Linked DNA regions of Mus musculus: region 1 is linked to region 2. Evidence: chromatin contacts called from public HiCAR-type data. All regions are on one chromosome and are shown on one strand. The core of a region is the stretch at or near the end of the contact, and the rest is flanking DNA. Distances in the headings are between cores, read along the strand shown. Region 1 holds the start of Zfr2 (zinc finger RNA binding protein 2). Region 2 holds the start of Midn (midnolin).

The links. HiCAR-type assays count read pairs that join an accessible place to other places.
Region 1: a HiCAR-type map of kidney shows a contact between it and region 2, with 4 times the contacts expected there. The contact joins the promoter of Zfr2 here to the promoter of Midn in region 2. A contact is called at or near these places in 2 of 115 datasets of contacts at active chromatin or transcription factors (embryonic stem cells and kidney) and 1 of 9 other capture datasets (liver).

Annotation. Positions count from the first base shown.
Region 1 is chr10:81,230,032-81,234,954 of GRCm38.p6, forward strand. Zfr2 (zinc finger RNA binding protein 2) reads left to right here and starts at 3,132. Exons shown (of 18, transcript NM_001034895.3): 1 at 3,132-3,211. The coding sequence starts at 3,159. It overlaps Atcay (ataxia, cerebellar, Cayman type), which reads right to left and starts at 755. Exons shown (of 13, transcript NM_178662.4): 1 at 461-755.
Region 2 is chr10:80,146,074-80,150,625 of GRCm38.p6, forward strand. It overlaps Midn (midnolin), which reads left to right and starts at 2,199. Exons shown (of 9, transcript NM_021565.2): 1 at 2,199-2,276; 2 at 3,609-4,240. The coding sequence starts at 4,005.

The sequences.
Region 1 (4,923 bases), core at 1,882-4,381, 1.1 Mb after region 2:
CCCCATGAGCACCGTGACCAGGAAAGGACCCCCTTATCTACATACTTCCAAGTCCTGGGTGTGGTGGGTGTCCATGAATGCCAAGTGACAGCGAGAGACCAGGAACCCCCCCAAATCCAGGATAAACAGTATAGGTCTATGCCGGTGGCCACGCTGCTAAAATACCCACCCTTTTTAATGTATATGCAATGCTGATTTCTCCGAGCCCGCAGTCAGGGTTATAAATAGAAAACACTCGACACCGGATGGGAGGTTTACCGCCCCCAGGATGCTCCACCGAGAACTGGGGCTCTAATCCTTGGGTTCTGCATTCCCCTCACCCCACCCCCGACCCTCCTGGCTGGCGCAGCATCCGCGCTGGGGTGCCGCCAGCATTTCCCCAATAAACCTTTCCATAGCTGGGCTAGAAGCAAGGGACAAATGACAATTTAAATTTCCAGTTTGCAAAAGGCCCACTCACCTCGGTAGCGGAAGCTGCCTCTGCGCTGTCACTTGGACACAAAGGCGGGCATTTCTCGATGGTACCCAGGCGAGGGGCCTGGTGGAAGGATGCTCAGGGCCAAGTCCACATCTGAGGAAGGTCACCCAGGGCGACGTGGCCACAGCACACCTGTCCGGCCCAACTGTAGAAGGCGGCGCCGTGGGTTAGTAGCAGCACCCCTGTCCCCCTTTAGTCACTGTTTCCCCTGCCATCGCAGCCCAGGCCTGCCGCGGCTCTGGCTTTTCCCTTTCTGATGGCTGAGGCTCTGTCTTTCCCTCAGATAGTGGAGGAAGCTGCTTTTGTGTGCAGGGGGCGGGCCCAGGCCTGATAGACAGTTCTAGCATCCCTGCCTGCATCCTCCTCTCCCCATTGGCTGAGGCGAAAGCATTTCTCCCAGCCATGCCCAGAGCAGGTGCAAAAAAAAAAAAAAAAAAAAAAAAAAAAGTCTCTGAGATGGTGCATCTTACTTATGCAAAACCATAAGAGAAAATAAATAAACGGACAAGCAGCCGTGGCCTAACTCTTACAGGATGGGGGCGGGGAGCCTGCAGGATTCTTTGGTACGGGGGAAGAGACGCCCTTGAAACCATCTTTGAGGGCAAAGAAATGGAGGCTTCCAGATCCCCCTTTCAGGGTGAGTCAAAGGGTCCCTCATTCACCCAGGACAAGGCAGAATGTTGGGATGCAGCGAACCTGGCTGATTGTTTTAGATGTATTGGGTCTGCGCTACCGTGGGAACAGCGCCCCTGCAGTTGCCCAGAGGAAATCTAGAAGCTGATGGAAAAATGGACAGCTCGCATGCAGCTCAGCATCTGCAGTTGGATGGGATGGAAAGACAGTTTGTATCCTGGTCTCAAGTACTGGAAGCGCTGAGACCGGGGGGTGGGGGGTGGGGAGGCGCGTTGCAAGTTCAAATCCAGGTTGGACTAAGGTCAGCCTGGACAACTTGGTGAGCCCCCATCTCAGAAGTGAGAAGAGGGGTCATGCTGGATGGTTCAGCAGGTGTGCGTGGAGCTGTCAGGGAGGAGGGGGGTAGGCAGAGAAGCTGGTGTGCACTGGCAGTTTCAGCCCGAAGCAAGCGCGGGAGGAGGCTGGGGCTAACTGAAAAGCAATCGGAGGGCCATTGATGTCAACGTCTGCCCTCTGCATGTGCACTGACACATGCACTGGCACATGCACACACACACACACACACACACACAAACATTTAAAGAGGGGTGGGGGCGTGGTCAGAGGTGATGTCCTATGTAGAATTCAGCCAGTGGTCAGGGGTAGAGCTCTGCCTAGTATGGCAAGCAAGGGTCCTGGGGAAAATGGAGACTAAGCTACAATTTGATTTAGCAGCTGAGAACTGCAGTTGATTTCCAGACGTTACCAGAAGTAAAAGAGAGCAGAGAAGGATGTCCCCAGTGTCCATAAAGAACTAATCGCCCAGACTTTGGTCCCTGAAAGTGTGAGAGAATAAATGTTTGGGGTTTAACCCCCCTCCATTCAGTTTCTTATCTTTCCTGGTAACTAATATAAGACCCCACATAGTAGTGGATCTCCAAGGTTCTTTCTGCACATCCTGTGAGCACATCAAGTTCCTTCCTGCCACAAGGCCTTTGCCTGTACTGTCAGTACTCTCGGATCTCCTACGTTCATACGAGTGTACATGTGAGTATAGGTCACATAGGCTCTCTCTTCCTGACAACAGGTTTGTTCTAGGCATTTCCCACCATGGAAATGCGTGCCTACTGTCTCACTGAGCACGAGGCTCATTCACCTGTCGGTGCGGCCATAACTCCCACCCACTTTCAGAACCTTCCATCTACCCACACTATGCCCATCACCTCCCTACTTCTTATATCTTACTTCCTGTGTCTGTCAGTCTGAGGACTCCAGGAACCTCCTGGAAGTGAGATCCTGGTCCGAGTGTCCTTTTGTGTCTGACTCATGCTGACATGCTGTCCTCAAGGGCCATCCATCCATGTTGGAATAGGTGTCTGGGTTTCCTTGCATTTTCTGGGCTATTACTCCATTTTGTGTGTTTCCTTTAGCACTGATAAATCAGTTTGCACCTTTCTAGAACACGTCAGAAGTTGGACTCTCAGAGGCAAAAGTCAAGGGCACAGGGCTTGCAATAAATAATAGGGGAAAAGATCACATGTAACTCAAGAGAAACTGCCACAGTCCCCCTGCCTTCTAGAAAGACGTGGGCTACACACCTAGAGCCTTAAGCCTTGGAGGCCACACATGCTCAGGTCAAGGATGGTCACGTGCCACCCACCCACTCTCTCAGCCTTGGAATTTCTCAAGCTTTCTCAAGAATCAGCCAGCTCTCTGCCTTGCGTCCAAGAAGAGATAAGGAAGGTGGCAGTGTACATCAGCAGGTGATGGGGCTTGCCGCCAAGCCCAACTACTGGAGTTTGATCCTTGATCCCTGGGACTCCACGTGGCGGATGGCAGGCCGGGTCTAGAACCGACTTCCCTAAGATGTCCTTTCATCATCATAGAGGCACCTGAGTTAGGCGTCCTCCGTAGGGGGCGGGGCTTGGCCGGTGGGCGGAGACAGGCTGAGGCTCTCTGGGGCTAGGGATGGCAGGTTCGAGCAGGGGCGGGGCTTGAACGAGCACGGGGCGGTGCGTCGGGGGCAAGGCCCTGACGTCACTCCCGTGGGCTCCGGGAGGACGTGGACATGGCGGCTAGCAGCTCTTCCGGCCTCGCGCAGGGCACCAACCCGTCGTCCAGGTAACGAGCCCCGTGGGCGGCGAGGCGCCCCAACCCCGCGGGACTCGGTCGTGAGTCACGGGGAGCGGGGCGGGCCCGAGGCGGGGCGACGGCCCCTGGGGTCCGCGGGAGGGCGGGGCGGGGAGTCCGGGGAGTGACAGGCAGGGTGGGGGCGGGGACCCCGTGGGGATAGGGCTAGCCTAGGAGGGACCGACCTGGATGGGTAGGGTGGGGACCGAGGATGGAGGACAGAGTTGGGGGAGGGGACTGACCTCAGAGAGGACCTGAGACCTTGGGGAACCTTCCAAGCGGGAATAGGGTGGGGTGTTCTGGCCCCTGATGGATAGAATTGGAGTTTTTGGTGTCTGATGTATGGGGGAATCCTCCAGGCAGGGATGGAGTCAGAGTTCTGGTTCCTGATGGATGGAGGACCCTCGAGACGGGGATGGAGTCTGGGGTTCTGATGTCTAGTGGATGGGGGACCCTCCAGATGGGCCTGAATTGGGGGTTCTAATCCCTGATGAATGGGGGACCCTCCAGGTGAGTATGGATTGGGGGTTCTGGTGTCTGACAGATGGGTTACCCTCTAGACAGGGATGAATTTGGGTTCAGTCCCTGATGGATGGGGGGCTCTCCAGACGAGGATGGGGTCTGGGGTTCTGTGTCTAATGGATGGGGGGCTAAGCTAGGCAGGGTAAAGTGAGCCTCTGGTCTTTGGAAGTCAGTAAAGCACAGGCAAGTGGCACAGGCTTCCAATCCAATCTTTGAAGAGAGAAGCTGAGGCAGTGTGTGTGTGTCTAAGTTCAGGGCTAGCCTGAGCTACAGTGAGTATGAGGCCAGGCTGAAGAACTAAAGGAGATGTTGTCTCTAAATAAAAGGCCACATGAATAATGTCCGTGCCAAGTGGAGAGAAGGCGCTTGGCTGTGTGTGAGGAGTTGGGGGCTGACGGCTGGGGACGAGTGTCCTCTTCACTCAGTGGCTTGGTTAGGGTTACAGTTGCAGTGATAACACACCCGGGCCAAGAGCTGGTGAGAGGGTCACTGTGGGGACCAGAGTTCCAGGTCTGTAAGTCAGGCAAGTCCACTGCCGTAGCACAACACACACAAATATACAAATGATGAAAAGAAAAAAAAAAAGAAAAGAAAACGCTCCAGTCAACAGCAAGCTGGGAGGAAAGGATTTGCGTGACTCACACTTCCAGATCACCATGACAGGAGCTCACACAGGGCAGGAACCTGGAGGCAGAGCTGATGCAGAGTCCATGGAGGGCGCTGCTGACAGGCTTGCTCCCCATGGCTTGCTCAGCCTGCTGTCCTATAGAACCCAGGACCAGAGCCCAGGGATGGCGCCACACACATTGGTCCCTAATTAAGAAACCACCCTACAGGCTTGCCTACAGCCTGATCTCATGGAGGCATTTTCTCAGTGGGTTCCCTCCTTTCAGATGACTTTAGCTTGTGTCAAGTTGATCAAAGTTCAGCACAACTGACCTTTGTCAAATTGACACAGCAGTACGACTATTTAGCAGTGACTTTAGTCCTCAAGATCGCTTGTCAGTGAACATCACAATACAAAACATACTACAAACTTCTTTACAAATCAAACCGTTTAAACTCAGTTCGGAGCTGGAGAAGGGCCCAGTGGTTAGAGCACTGGCTGCCATTTCAGAGGACCCAGGTTCGGTACCTGGCACTCTTGCACAGCAGCTCAAAACCACCTGTGGCCCCAGGGT
Region 2 (4,552 bases), core at 949-3,448:
ACAGGCTCTGGGAAGAATCGGGAACCACCTGCTCCCACAGAGGCTCCGCCCTAGGCACACCCAACCTGTGGGTGGCCCTAGCCTGGCTGGCTGCCTTCCCAGTCCCAGTTGGCACCTCCTTAGGCACTTAGGCCCCTAGCTGCCCCTGGGTGGGGTGGGGAGGCCTGGTAGGGGGTGGCCTTGGCACCACCCCATACCTTTGTACAACCACCCCTCCCCTTCCCACCCCACCCCCATGGCCAGGTATTATGCTGGCTTGCCCTCCTTTTATATAACCCACTTCAGCAGCCTGAGTAGAGTGCCATGGGGGGATAGGGGGAGCAGGGAGGCTTTGAGGGTGGTGAGTAGGTCTGAGCCTGCCATCACTGGGTCATCTGAAACACCTGGACAGTGACCAGGCGGGCTAGAGCCTGAGTGAGGCCTGTCGCACTGTATCAGGGCCCTGTGTGGGTGACTCCCTATGGCCACATGTGCCTGATCTGGGCATGAGTGTGCTAGAACCCTTCCCTTCCGACACTTGCAGCCTGGGGGTATTCCAAGATAAGTCACAACATGGTCATCTAGAGCCCCACGTTCCCAGCTCAGTGGTGTGTGGGCCACAGAGGTCACTGAGGTCATCGGGCTGGACAGATGTCAACAGGAGGCCCTCAGAGCAGCCTGGCCTGGCCTAGTATACCTTGTAGTGTGAATCCTTCATATCTTCCCCACCAGAACTCAGGGAGATATCTCCTATGAGGAGGTGTGAGCTTTGGAGCCTGGCCTCAGGACAGGACAGCCTGTGCTGGCTGGGCTGTGTCCTGGGACAGCAGAGCAGTAGGGCGGGACTGAGAACCTGGAGGTTGGGACCTTCCTGGAGGGCAGGGCCTGGACAGATTACTGAGTCTTGGGCTTCATGCTAAGGACAAAGGACCACACAGGAAGAAGAGACAGGAAGCAGGCAGTCTGGGCACCCTGCATTTATTACAGTGGCTTTCAGTCTGAATGGTGTCAGAGCCAGCCCACCTCACCTATCCCTTCCCTGAGGTCCCTCCAGAGGCAAACCCTGCCTCTGACCTCCACACTGCGCAGCTTCAGTTTGTACTTCTGAACAAACTCCTGCTCATCCCTCAAAGTCTCTGGGCCTCCAAGTGTTCTCTGGCCTGACCATGACCCTGGGAGACTGGGAGTGTCTGGCACGCCTGTCTGCTTGGGGGCCCAGCATGCCTGTCCAGAATGATCAGCCAGAGAGGAAGGTGACCTAGGAAGGAACTGGCCTGGGAGGGGCACCCAGGGTGGTGGTGGTGCTCAGACCAGATAAGTGCAAGAGACCGCATACGTGGACAGGAGATGGAAGGTTAGGGAAGTGATGGAGGGTCTGGCCACGCTCAAATGACAAAGGGCTGGCTCCTTGGTCCATAGGTGGGTGAGTGAGTATCCACCCCAAAGGCCAGGGCCAGGGCCAGTATGTGCCGATGCATCTGTGCTGTGAGAACAGATCACACATGCCAGGCTGCAGAAGGCCTTCCTTTGCTTGTCTGGTACTTTGTAATTAACCCAGAGGGGCCTGGAGATACAGACACATTCAGCCAAGCCCACTGATGACCTGAGCTGACTTCTGGGACCCATATGCTGGAGTGAGAACCAACTATGCTATGGTGTAGGGTGCATTAGGGACTGGGCTACTCAGAGGTCACACAGGTGACTGGCCTAGGCAAGGCCAGGGATGGATGAATCGTCACAGAAATGGCCTCTGAGGTCATCGTTAAAGGATGAGGAGGCTAGGCAGCTGTCAGGGGCACCTACTGCCTAGCAGGTGACACTACCCTGTTTTCCTGGACCTAGGCTGCTGACTAAGGAACCCCTTCCCGTTCCGCCCCCCCCTTCCACACGCGGGCGCCCCCAGGCGGAAGCACCAGGCCAACAGGAAAGGGGGCGGAGCAGGGAAGCAGGCCAAACACCCCCCCAATCCTAATGTGAGGTGAACCCCAGTACATGGGGAGGTAGGAGTTACCCAGGTCGGTGACACCCCTGAGGCACTGCTCTGTGGGTGCTGCGAAGCCCTAGGGCCGGTGTCCCTGTCCAGGCCAGCAGGCGGTGGGGTGGGGTGGGGGGGTTAGGGAATGCGTCACCATTGCCCGGCCCCCCGCCCCTTGCCCGCCCAAACTCCACCCCAGGGAAGGCGGCGCGGATAAAGGCTCAGGGGCCGCCCGCCCGGCCCCAGACCGGCACGGCCACCTCTTGCCAGGACCCATACGCAGGTCATCTGGAGCAGTGGTGACCCAGGACCTACGGAGCCGGTGAGTAGGGGCGGGACCGCACGAAACGGAGAGGGGCCCCCACCCGCCGTAAACTTCTCAGGCTGTCCCACTCTTTGTTCTTTGAATCGTCCGCACCTAGTGTGCCTCAGGACCCGGAGCCCTCCAACTTGTGGGGTGGGAGGGGCTGCGCACTATGGGCACCGCCCTGGCGGGACTGCAGCTCACGCCCCCCAACCCCCCCCCCCCCCCCGCACTCAGCCAGTGACCTTGAACTGTTTGTAGACTCAGTTTCCCTTTATGTGCGGTCTTAAGTCTTCTCTGCATTGCTAAGTATAAAGGTTCTCAACGGACCCTCCCCACATGCAGACCCCCAATTCTTGGCGCACCCCTTCCCCAGCCAAGACGCACGGCACTCCTCCCCCGGGACTCGGGCAGCGCTCCCGGGCGGGGACTGCAGAGGGCGCGCCGGGGCTGCTGACTCACCGCTGCCCGAAGCGGGGCGCGCGCGGGCGCAGCCGGGGACGCCGCATCACGTCACGGCTTGGGCGGGCACACCTCGGGAAACGGGCCGACCCGGGATTGGGAGGGGGGGAAGTCAGAAAAAAAAAAACTGAGGGTGAGTTAGGTTAGGACGCGAAGTGGCACTGGTTCGGGAGGGACGGATCTAATCAAAGCCACGTCACCGAGCTGCAGGGCCCTGCCCAAGCTGTGGGTTCCGCCCAAGTTCTCCAATATCATTGCATCCACCCACCCACGGGGGCGGAAGACAGCCCTGTCCTTGAGAGGCCAGCTCGCGACCCTTGACCATGAGGCTCAGGGCTCAAGCGACAGCTTCCGCAGGCTGTAGCTTCCCGGACAGACCCAGCGGGGAGGCGCCACGATTTCCTGTTCCTTATTCGGGAACAATGGCCGGCTCCTAGCCTTTTCTCCCGACCGCTCCCGTTGCGGACTGAAGGGGTTAGGCTCGCGCAGAGGGGCGGGGAGGGGGGGTGCTAAGTCCTAAAACTCGGGTCCGCTACCCTCAGGGCCCGCCCGCCCTTTGTTAAGGTCTTTGGGCCTTATGAATGGCTCTGGGAGCGGGTGGGGGGTCGCGGGGGCTGGTCAGGATCGGCCTCAGCCCAACCCTCTTGGCATCTCCATTGGACGCAGAAGGGACGGGGCGGAGAGAAAGGGAGGGTCTCGCTGCCACGTGGGGTAGCCCCGCGGCGATTCTCATTGGCCCGGTAGCGCGACGGACTGGGCGGTCTGTGTGTTTTGATTGGCCGCCGCCAGGCCGGCGGAGTAAGTAGTGAATGGGAGGGGGCGGTGGTCCCGCCCATTGGAACGTTGATACATGATAACTTTTTTTTTTCTTCGTACTTTCACCCCCAGATCTTGCGAGCGGCGGCTGCGGCTGTTGCTAAGGGAAGGGACGCGCGGGGTAGCACGACCCGAGAGGGATCCAGGCACCGTGCGAACCAGGATAGCTTGCCCCGTTTCTCTAGGACCCTCCCCGTGCCGTACCCAGGTCGCTGTCATCCGCCCTTGAAAACGGATCACAGACCCCACCCCGGGGCGCAACCCAAGGATCCCACACGACCCCGGAGCACCACTCGGATTCTTGATTGCCGGCTCAATTCCTAACGTTGGGACCTTCCCCAAGGGGCGCACGCACTGCTCCTGTCCCTGGGCGCCCGCGGAGCGGAGGAGGACCTTGTTTCGGCGGGGGAGTCCCGGCTAGGATTGGAGGCGACCCGCAGGCCCCCAGTTCTCCAGCGCGCGCCGGGGATGGAGCCGCAGCCCGGCGGTGCCCGGAGCTGCCGGCGCGGGGCCCCCGGCGGCGCCTGCGAGCTGAACACGGCCACGGAGTCGGCCGCACCCATGAGCCTGGCGATCCACAGCACTACGGGGACCCGCTACGACCTGTCGGTGCCCCACGACGAGACCGTGGAAGGGCTGCGCAAAAGGTTGTCCCAACGCCTCAAAGTACCCAAGGAACGCCTGGCGCTGCTTCACAAAGACACGTAGGTAGAGCGCCGCCCCCGCCTGCGCGCCCCCTGGCACCGGGCCGCCCCCTCGGGCCCGGGCCCCGGGCGGGAACAAAGAGCGCGCCGCGCGGGGAAGCAGGGGCAGCCAGACGGGGGGGGGGGGGGGGGATCGGGGGCGCGCCGCGCGCTCTCGGGCGCCCTCTGCTTGGCCTTACTTGCTTGGGCCCCTTCCCCCGCCGGGGTCTGCACAAAGGCAGGAGCACCCTGCGGGGCCCCAGGGTGCACGGGAAATACAGGGATGACAGGGGAGTTGTGGGCCCCCGGGATGGCACAAGGAGGGGTCCGTTC